Linked DNA regions of Zea mays: region 1 is linked to region 2. Evidence: chromatin contacts called from public ChIA-PET data. All regions are on one chromosome and are shown on one strand. Each heading gives the region's core, a stretch centred on a gene start, on an enhancer-like site or on the middle of the called end of the contact. The rest is flanking DNA. Distances are from core to core; before and after follow the strand shown.

Evidence for each region. ChIA-PET counts read pairs in DNA pulled down with a chosen protein or histone mark.
Region 1: a contact with region 2 is called in an RNA polymerase II ChIA-PET map of seedling, with 5 times the contacts expected there. The contact joins the promoter of LOC103628968 here to the promoter of LOC100273449 in region 2. A contact is called at or near these places in 1 of 25 Hi-C or Micro-C datasets (leaf) and 1 of 3 datasets of contacts at active chromatin or transcription factors (seedling).

What each region holds. Positions count from the first base shown.
Region 1 is chr6:9,067,930-9,073,340 of Zm-B73-REFERENCE-NAM-5.0, forward strand. It overlaps LOC103628968 (pentatricopeptide repeat-containing protein At1g19720), which reads left to right and starts at 1,534. Exons shown (of 4, transcript XM_008650164.4): 1 at 1,534-4,521; 2 at 4,738-4,897; 3 at 4,996-5,411. The coding sequence starts at 1,824. The coding sequence ends at 4,454.
Region 2 is chr6:8,938,003-8,943,547 of Zm-B73-REFERENCE-NAM-5.0, forward strand. LOC100273449 reads left to right here and starts at 1,258. Exons shown (of 8, transcript NM_001147886.1): 1 at 1,258-1,494; 2 at 2,487-2,554; 3 at 2,657-2,720; 4 at 3,472-3,543; 5 at 4,173-4,306; 6 at 4,383-4,512; 7 at 4,604-4,714; 8 at 4,802-5,110. The coding sequence starts at 1,372. The coding sequence ends at 4,927.

The DNA of each region.
Region 1 (5,411 bases), core at 284-2,783, 130 kb after region 2:
CATGCGCCATTCCGAAGAGGTCCTCGCCCTCGTCCTCTTACGGGGGACGACAACGAGGCCATTAAAGCCAAAGAGGTTAAAGACTGTGAAGTGATTCTCGAGAGGTTAAAGAGTGAGGAGTAGGTTGGGAATGGTGAGAAACATGTTTTTTGCTCCTACTTTCTAGTACAAAGCAGAGACTAGATTCATTCCGCTACGGTAAGCAGTTCAAATTTTTATCGTTTGACTCAGTAGAAATTATTCTTGCTAGGTGCAAAATTGTGGGAGCTCTGCAAAACACTGCCATTTTTTAATAATCGTCTAGTAAGACTTCACGATAAAAAAGCCCTGCTCAGCCGACCCATCGACAGTTCGACACTCCGCATACTGGTACATCCTAAGAAAAAAAATTATTGATTTTTAAAGAAAATTAGGATAATTTGGAGGCAGAGAATATTTTTCTTGGCGATTTTTTCTGCCTGTTTTTATCCCCGTGCGTAGGGATGGCAATGGGTCGGGTTCGGATCGGGTATGGTAAATATCCGCTCGTGACAATACCCGCGGGTATTACTCATACCCGCCCGCGACTATACCCGCGGATAGGATTTTGTACCCGTGCCCGTACCCATCGGGTATCAGGCGGGTATCGGATACCCGCGGGTATAATTACACTCCACATAAATTAAACACATGGTTGACAATATACAAGGTAGAAAAAAACAAGACATAATAAATCTGATTATTGTTACAGAAGCAAGCCTGGACAGCAACACATGATTTTCTTTGGAGTTTCTTTGGAGTTTGGACAACAACTTGGACAACAACACATGATTTGAGTCAGTCCGCCGTGAAGCCTCTGCAACAATTGGAGTCAGTCCGCCGTGAAGCCTCTGCAACAATTGGTAGCGGCTCCCAGTGCGCAGACAGCAAACGGCACGCACGGACAGCAGGGACGCCGGACGCAAGGACGCCCGCACTCGCCTGGTCGCTTCGCCTGGACGCAGGGACGCCAGCATGGGCAGCAGGGACGCCCGCACTCGCCTGGTCACCTCGCCTCGCCTGGTCACCTCGCCTGGATCTCGCTCCTCGCTGGCGGAGTGGCGATGGCGGGTGGCGGCCAGGTAGCTGGGCAGCCGAGCAGGGACGCAGCCAGCCAACCACGCAGGCGACAGTGCGGCACCGCGGCAGGGTCGACGCCGGCGAGGAGCAGGAGCGCTGGAGCAGTTTCTGCTTTCTGGCGGCTATGCGTGACTGCCTGAGGTGAGACCGTGAGAGAGAAACTAGGGTTCCTGGGTGATTGAATAAAGGATATTGGGCTGGGCCGGCCGATTTCAGGTGGGCTGAAAAAATGGAAACTGAAAATTTCAGATATCCGCCGGTACCTGCGGGTAAAATATTAAACCCGTACCCGACCCGATTTTATCACGGGTTGGGTATGGGTAAGACCCGCGAGTTAAATTTTGTATCCGAATCTGAAATCGGCGGGTCGGATATCCGTGGATACCCGAACCGGTGAGTAAAATTGCCATCCCTACCCCTGCGGCGCATTGCATCGTTGTTGACTTCTTATCCGGTCGCCTCTATCTCACTTTAGCCACACTTGTTCGTCGGAACGAAGCCCAACTCTATCTCCCCACTCCTACCGGCCTGCAGCTGTTTGCGAGGCAAGCGTGTCTTCTGCGCGCGCGACGGACGGCGCGAGGGCAAGCAGCGCCTCCGTGTTCCGCCCGTGCGAAGGGAGGGGAACGAGAGCTCCGGCGGCGGCCCCCGCCTCGCCCCATGTCTGTGCCTCTCGTCGGGTTGGCTGATACCCCTATCCCAACATCTTCTTCCCTCCCATTCCCATGGAGCTCCTCCCGGCTCCCTTTCCCTCTTTCCTCCCTAGACCCCACCAACTGCCTCTTTCCAGACCCTGCCATGGCCGCCTCCAAGAGCCCATCACGGCTGCTTTCGCGCAGGCTCCTCCCCTCGCGCTCCCCTTCCAAGAAGCAACTAGAAGAAGCAGCAGCTCCCATACCCCACGCCCAAGTACCCGTCCGTGCCCCCCCGCCCAGAGACCAACAACAACTCACCCGCTGCCGCCGCCGCTGCCGCCTGGCCCTTCCCCTTCCTCCGGCAGCACTGGCAGTGAGCGCCTGATTGTTTCCGAGACGAAGCTCATCACGGTGCACTCCTGCGCTGGGCGCCTAGGGGACGCTCGCAAGGTGTTCGAAGGAATGGCGTGCAGGGACCTGCTCGCCTGGTCGGCCATGATCGGTGCCTACGCCATCAGGGGCCTGTACGAGGAGGTCGTCGCGCTCGCGGTGGCCATGGTCAGGGAAGGGGTCATCCCGGACAGGTTCCTGATCACCCGGATTCTACAGGCCTGTGCGTACACAGAGGACCTGGAGCTCGGGACGGCGATGCATTCCCTGGCGATCCGGAGAGGTTTCATGGCGGAGGGAGCGAGGGACGTGCCCGTGGGGAACTCGGTGCTGGCCATGTACGTCAAGTGCGGAGAGTTGGGCCGTGCGCGCGCCGCGTTCGACATGATGGGGCAGCGGGACCTGTGCACGTGGAACTCGATGATCTTCGGGTGCTGCCGCTCCAACGAATGGGAAGAGGCACGGAGGCTGCTCGACGATATGAGGCGCCAAGGTACAGAGCCTGGGCTTGTCACATGGAACACGCTGGTTTCGAGCTACGCGAGGTCTGGGGAACTTGATGTGGCCATGGAGATGCTGGAGCAGATGGAGGAGTCCGGTGTTGCTCCGGACGTCGTCACCTGGACTAGCCTTGTGTCTGGTTTTGTCCACGGTGATAGGGGTGGCGAAGCACTTTGGTGTTTCGCGCGCATGCGCCTTGCTGGAGTCGAACCAAACGGCATGACAATTGCGAGTGCCATCTCAGCTTGTGCTAGTTTGCGGTTGCTGAGTCAGGGCATGGAGCTCCATTGCCACGCAATTAAGGTTGGGAGTGTGAACAATGTGCTCTCGGGGAACTCCTTGGTTGACATGTATGCAAAATGTGGAGAAATCATTGCAGCTAAGAGAGTATTTGATGAAATACCCGAGAAGGATATCTTCTCCTGGAACTCGATGGTTGCAGGGTATGCACAGGCGGGCTATTGCGGCAAAGCATATGAGCTTTTCTGTGAGATGGAGAGCCTTGGTGTTCGGCGCAATGTGATCACGTGGAATATAATGATCTCGGGATACATAAGAAATGGGGATGATGAGAGAGCTTTTGAACTATTTCAGATGATGGAAAGCTGTGGAGTAAAAAGGGACACAGCTTCATGGAATGCACTCATTGCTGGTTCGGTGCATAATGGTCATTCTGATAGAGCCCTGAGAATATTCTGGCAGATGCAATCACTCTTGGTGAGACCAGACTTCATTACAATATTAAGTATCATTCCAGCTTTTGCGAACCTAGCTGGATTTTGGAAAGTACGGGAGATCCACGCCTGCATTTATCACAACAATTTAGAAATGGATGGCAAAATAGCAAATGCACTCATCAATGCCTATTCAAAATCTGGTGACCTTGCTGGTGCTTGTGCTGTTTTTGATAGGCACTCATCAAGGAACATTATTTCTTGGAATTGTATAATTCTTGCACACTTGCTGCATGGTTCTCCAAGTGAAGCACTGGATCGCTTTTGTGAGATGAAACAAGAAGGCGTGCGGCCAGATCATACAACTTTGACTGCCGTAATCAAGGCCTATGGCCTCCAGGGAAAGGTATCTGAGGCGAAACGAATATTTCACAATATGACCCACGATTACAACATTATTCCAGATTTAGATCATTACACAGCTATAGTTGATCTCCTTGGCCGCTCAGGGAGTCTACAAGAAGCGTACGAGTTTATTGGTAATATGCCACTCATACCCAATTTAGCAGTCTGGGAGGCATTGCTTACTGCTGCAACTATTCATGGAAATGCAAGGCTCGCAAACCTGACAGCAAGAGAGTTGTCATCGCTTGATCCGAGTGACCCTAGAATCCAAAGACTGGTTTTTAATTACTGGGGTCTAACTGGAAAGTCTGTTGATGTGCCACTCATGACGGTATACAACGGAGGAAGAGAGTTGGAAGATGTTGATAGTTGTTCGGTTGAAATCAAGAACAATGTCTATTTGTTCTCAACCGGTGATAATTTAGCATTAGAGAGTACAGTTGCTGAATTGAAGCTGATTATGATTCAGATCCGAATGTCATTGCTGAACATCTCTAATGAGACTAACGCTGAAGAAGAGAAAGAAGAATTATCAGGAATACATTGTGAGAAGCTAGCAATTGCTTTTGCAATTTCAAATTCCCCTCCTTTCAGAAGCATACGGATAATAAAGACCTTAAGGATGTGTAGCCATTGTCACATCTTTGCCAAGCTAGTTTCAGAAAAATACGAGCGGCAGATACTAATCAAGGATTCAAATTGTTTGCACAAGTTTGAGGATGGAAAGTGCTCTTGTGAAGGTTATTGGTGAATACAACTAATATAAGTGCACCAATGGTTTCTGTTCATTTATGCGTCGTCCATACTGGCTTTTTCATGTATGTGAGTGTAGTGTTATCAGTTCATAGTTGTATTGGTACGAAAAATTACTGTAGCCAGTTTTGCTCATAAAAAAACCTAATGTTGTCTTATTGCTATATTTTAGTTGGAAGTAGTAGATATCTTTATCTTCTTTGGCTGAGGCTTACTATACTTTAGTTAAGTTCTCGCAAGCTTGAATTTACTGGTGTTCAAATGCTATCTGCTACGGACAGAGGAAGAGCTCCCCCTACGGTTTCTAGCAACTCTAATAAGGGAATGACAACGTTCAGCGGTTTATGGAATCTAGATCAACCATTAGACAAGTATGTTGCAACAATATAAGGGAATGACAACGTTCAGCGGTTTATGGAATCTAGATCAACCATTAGACAGGTATGTTGCAATGATACTAATTTTCCTTTTTGCAGCTTGTGCCACTCTTGATGATTACCTTCTCAAGAGCTACTACAAAACCACGTCTCTGATCGCAGCAAGCACAAGGTCAGCTGTTGATGACATCCACATCCCGGACTTTACCCAATCAGCTGAGCAACTTGGCAAAACAGTCGGAAGTGACTTGGCAAAGGGAAACCTGACGGCTCCAGTCATCTTTGCTTTGCAAGATGAACCAGAGCTAAGAGAGATCATCGACTCCGAGTTTAGTGAGACTGATTCGTTTGCTGCTGCGATAGATCTTGTTCACAAGAGCTGTGGAATAAGAAGGGCACGCGAGCTTGCGAGAGAGAAGGGTGACTTGGCTATCCAAAACCTGCAGTGCCTTCCGAGAAGTGATTTCAGAAGTACCGTTGAGAGTATGGTAAAATATAATCTTGAAAGGATTGAGTAGATAGATTCAGTTGATTCCTCTACCAGTCCACTAGATACAGGCCTCCAGTATGGGATCCAT
Region 2 (5,545 bases), core at 8-2,507:
AATGTAGTAGTGAAACAACTAAATTAAAATAACAAAATTTATGTATGGCTAGGATCACAAATAGATTATGAAACATTTTTCTTATAACAATATAAGACACATTTTGTATATAAGTTATCATGATATTATATGCTCCCGTTACAACGCACGGATACTCACCTAGTGATATACATAAAGTACTCATGCTTTCTTATTATTTTTATTTCAGATTATTTAATAGCTTAATTATTCAATAAATGATGGCATAGCGACAAAGCAGTCCAAATGACATGTTGCTATTCAGAGGTCAAATGGAGTCTTGGACTTCATTCTTTGAGTTGTTACTATTATTGATTTTTGTTTAAATGTTGAGTTACAAGTCGATAGTTGTTTACAAACGTTACAAGTAAAATAAACATAAAAATCTAATGCAATAATGACTAAGAGACGAAGAGACCTTCAACCGTTACTTTATACTCATATCTATTAGGGCAGCCACAATAATATAGACAACACACCATCGGCAACATTCATGTCATATATATACTAGATCATAGTAAATATTTGCAATGGTGTACATTATATATCTATAGCTATTTTGAGTGCTTAATACACCCTATATACCACCTAAGTTTCAACGTATAGTCCCACTCCAAATTCAAAGATAGCAACACTTTCTTTCTTTATTTAATTTATTCCCACATAAGATAGATACTGATATAGATTCCTTGTAGAGAGTTGACTGTACACTATTATAGTATTACGGCTGGCCAACAACTTCAATAGTTATGTAGATTTTAGTTCTCTAAATCACAAATTTAAGATGGTTCTAAATAACTTTAGGATTAAGATGTTGCTAAATAACTTTAGGAGTAAAAATGTGACTTATCCAATAGTTCTCTAGATATAGATTGCAGTTTTGTATCTATAAAAAAAATAGGTCACAAATGTTAACAATTAACTTCATTATCTACATAATGCAGTCAAAATTTTTTATTTAAGGAGTTACTAAATGGTTATCAAATATAGAGAGGAAATGGAGTTAGATAAAAAGTTGATAAATTTAGAAAGTTAATTTAAAGAACTGTTGAATTTTTATGTTGACTACCTGAACTACTGGAGTTGCTTTTGTCATTACTCATATCTAAGCAAGTACCCGTATTTGCAGCATTTGCAGCGAAGCCCCTGCATGCTCAAATCTATGGGCGTCAGCGTAAAATCCCCAAAGTAGCCCCAATTGTTCTTGACTTCGCTTGCATTCTATTCCACCGCTCACCACAAGAAGCCACCTCAGGCTCACGCCGCGGTTCCACACGAGCAAATCCCGCCGCTTCCTCCCCACGCACCCCTTCCCATCCTTCCCGAAGCACGAGGCGAGCCGGGCCGCCGGATATGGCGCCGGCGGCGCCGTACGGCGGGGCCGAGTCGCAGCGGCAGGCGGACCTACTCAAGCAGGAGGGCAACGCCTTTTTCAGGAAGGAACGCCTCAGCGCCGCCATCGACGCCTACACCGGGGTAAGCCTGACTGACTCCCCGCTCCCGGCGGCCAGGATCATCGGCCTGCTTCGCGTGTTGCGCGCTTGCTGTCCCAAGTAGTTACGTGCGCGTCATTTCCGTTACCCTGTTCGATCGATGCGCTGTGGAGTGAGCTACGACTGCGGCGTGCAGAGTTCTGTTCAGCGCGGCAGCGCGTTTGGTGCGTCCCTCTGACAATTTCTCTGAATCTATGCTGAATTATCCGAGATCGAAGTGGTCTGTGGTATTGGCAGTTTGGCACTGCTGTTCTGAATGTCTGACGTGACGTGTTTTTGGCTTCTGTGTCGAAGGAAATACTGTATTGAAGATGGTTACCTCTTGATGTAGCCTTATTTGTGTGCACTGGTTTGGTGGCCTGGTTACTGATTTTACATATTGCTTACTGCCATATGGAGTGGTTTGTTTGGTTAAAGGTTAAAACGTAAAACAGTGATGTTTGATATGTAGTTGAAAGTTGCTGTGCAACAGTGCAAGTCGCAGAGCATTTCTACCTTTTAAGATATTGTGGGGGCTAGGCGATGCTAACATGCTGGTGTTTGTAGTTCTCTAGGCAGTTAATGCTAGGCAGGGAAAGGGGGTGAAGAGGGTTTACTGGGAAAGGTGCAAAATTGAGTGGAGAGTTGATAGAGATTTTTTCCAATCTTTTGCTAGGGTGTACAAACATCATAGGCTTCTAACATTCATATTCTTGCAAACCACTGAATTATTCAAAATTGATTCTGGGTTAAGGAACATGACATTGGACAAATTGGTTTTAGCCACTCAGCTAAGATTATAGCTTACTACCTCTAGTTACCTGGGTAGTTGCTTTTGTCTGGCATTTCTAAGAAAATGTTGGCAGCTATAGTAAATGCACAAACATAGCTGAATCAATGAACACTAGATGCTAGTAAAACTCTTGTCACCTGCATTTCAGATCCTGTATATCTTGAACCTCCTTTGCTAACTTCAGTGCCTATTTTGGTTGACAGGCCATAACTCTTTGCCCAAATGTTGCAGTATATTGGACCAACCGAGCACTTTGCTATAGGAAGCGGAAGTGTGTAAAATTGCTAGTCCCTTTATATTGCTTCATATTATTGATCAATTTGGTGCACAATCTTAGTGTTTGCATCATATTATGTTCCTATCTAAATGGCAGTGAGTGGACTAGAGTTGAGGAAGATTGCAGAACAGCTATCCAGCTTGACAGCCAGTCTGTTAAGGTGAGTGGGTGCCTGGACTTGTCTTTAATTATCCTCATTTTTGTTTCCATCTGACTATGGTCATATACCAAACTATCGAGAAAGCACTCTGTGCACATATTCACATGCTAGCTGAATTATGCTTCATTCGGTATTGCGGGAACCAGCTTCTTTTCAAGAAGTAGGTGAAGTAAAAACTTGGTAGACATTTGATCCATGAATTTTCCATCGTTATCACATTTTTTATTATCTATTCACATTCACTCGTCGGCACACTACAATGCAAGTGACAACTAAGAATTAGCGCCAAAATGAAACTGTTATGATTCTGTATGCTAACTTGACTGTACGATTTAGCACAATATGAAACTGACGTTAATTTCACAACATCTAGTGATGGCCTGGTGACGTATGCAGTAAGATATATGCTTCATACATGTACAGGGTTTATTCCAAGATTCTTTGATTTCTTCAAGGGAGCATGTAATATATGTTTATAGCTACATCTTGGGATGTGATATTATGGAGTCAAGGGAAGGAACATATAGCCCAAATAAAATCAAACACCATAGAATCTGTTTGTTACTTGTTTGCAAACTTCAAACCATCTGAACTCTCTGGCTCTAATCATTTTGAATTGTACTTGATTGACTGTTGAAATTGAGGTGGCACTGCATTTCAGCATAGTTTTTTTTTCTTTCCTGGGTGAGGAAAACATCACATTTACTCCTAATCTGGTCTTAAGATGATAACTTGCTTATTTTGTTGGCAGGCACATTACATGCTCGGGTTATCTCTTGTCAACAGCCAAAGATTATCAGAAGGAATAAAATCACTGGAGAAGGTATCCCCTCCTTCCCAAGCATGTGTCTGTGTGCTTGTATTACTTTTCTAGTTTGCTGTTTTCACTTACAATCAGTTTTGAACACTTTTACCAACTATCAACAGTTACCCTCCAAATTTTTATCAAGCTGAGCTCCCACAGTTATTTGCTTCAGCTGCGCTCGCCTGTGTATAAATAAAATAGTGTTCTCATGGTGGGCTGACGATCCAACTTATTTCTTTGGTCCTAGCATCAAACTTTTGTGTATAAATAAAGGCCTCAAGCATGTCTTTGCTCCTGCTCCATCTTGTCACATACAATGTTAGTTGTCTCGGCACGGAATTGGTAAAAGAGCATAGAACACCACTTTTTTTTAAAAAAAATATTATCATCGAGATACGCTGTTCTTTTTTTTTCTATCTCGTAAGGACAACAGTTCTGACCTGAGTCTGAATTACGAGTAGCTGAACTGACAATTAGACAGCACATGCAAAAAGCAGTGAAACTATAATGTCTAGTGCCACACTGCCACCACCTTTAGTGGACTTGTCTATTTGGACAAATTATGTTGTTTGAGCTAGAAATTTAGAATCTAATTTCTCTCTATTCCATTTTTTGATGATGAACAAAACTTTTTTTTTCAAAACTAGTCCTTGGAGCTTGGAAGGGGTGCACATCCTGCAAGCTACATGGTTGAAGAGATATGGCAGGAGCTTTCTAAAGCAAAATACATCGAATGGGAGAGCTTATCAAGAGACCGAACTTGTCAACTGCAAAAGCTGAAGTGCGTGACTTGAATCTATCTTTTCCGGACAGGGCTATACTGTAGCACCCTAATGTATTTGTTCTGTGTCTTTTAGGGTAGCATGTAAAGAGGCCCTAACGAGTTACAACAGCCTTGATAACCCAGCCGCAGGTGCGCCAGTAGAACAGCTAAATGAGCTCGAGGAAGTTTTCAAGAAGGCTGCAAAGACTGATACTCCAGCAGAAGTCCTACACTGCCTCACTCAATATTTTATTTCGCACTGTTGGTTTTGTCAATCTGGTCTAAGTCTAACCACTCAGCCTATCTTATTTGCAGGTACCTGACCATCTCTGTTGCAAAATCACACTTGATATCTTCAGAGACCCGGTGATCACCCCGAGCGGGATTACCTACGAGAGGGCCGTACTTCTCGACCACCTTCAAACGGTAACCGACACAAGCGTCTGACAGTTTGTTGCAAAGCACTCGTGGTTTTTACATACCAAGCTTATGAACTTTGTAACCTACATGTAGGTGGGGAGGTTTGACCCCGTGACCCGTGAGGCTCTTGAACCGCACCAGCTGGTTCCTAATCTTGCCATCAAGGAAGCTGTGCATGCGTTTTTGAGTGAGCATGGTTGGGCTTACAAGATTAGATGATCGCTTTGGAATACAGGTTTTGGATACTGTCGGATGTGACGGTGGGATTTTTTTGTTCACTGTTGGGGGGCAGATTTTAATCTGGGATGGCTGCGTACAGATTCACCTTCTCCAGTTGTGTACATATGAGATGCTCATTATGATAGTAATTGTGAACAGTACACCAAAGGAAGTGAAGTTGAGCGTCTGAGTTCCTGACTGCATCTTCAGTTTTAAATTGTGTGTGAGGGAGGGCGAACTGTGCTGTCAAAGCACCCATAGAGGAGAACTGAGCCGACTGCGTGAAGAACTGAAGAATGCACACATGGGGGATCTTTTCACGCGGACGCAAAGTGGCATGGCATCATGCAAAGCCTCTCGTTCCATTCGTGATATCCTCTATCACAAGCAGAATATATACAGTGGGTGGTTGTGTCCAGCTAGCGAGGCGTGCCAACATGACCATATATGGACCGATGCAAGCTCTCAGCCAGTCAGCAACCGCTGAAATCCTCCAGTCTCTAGAGACAAGAAACCTAACAAGTTGTGACTACTTTGTTGAATCCTCAAGCAACATAACAGCTCAGTTGCTCCTCCCCTAATCGTCACCTATGGAGTAGTAGCGTACAGTATGTACTT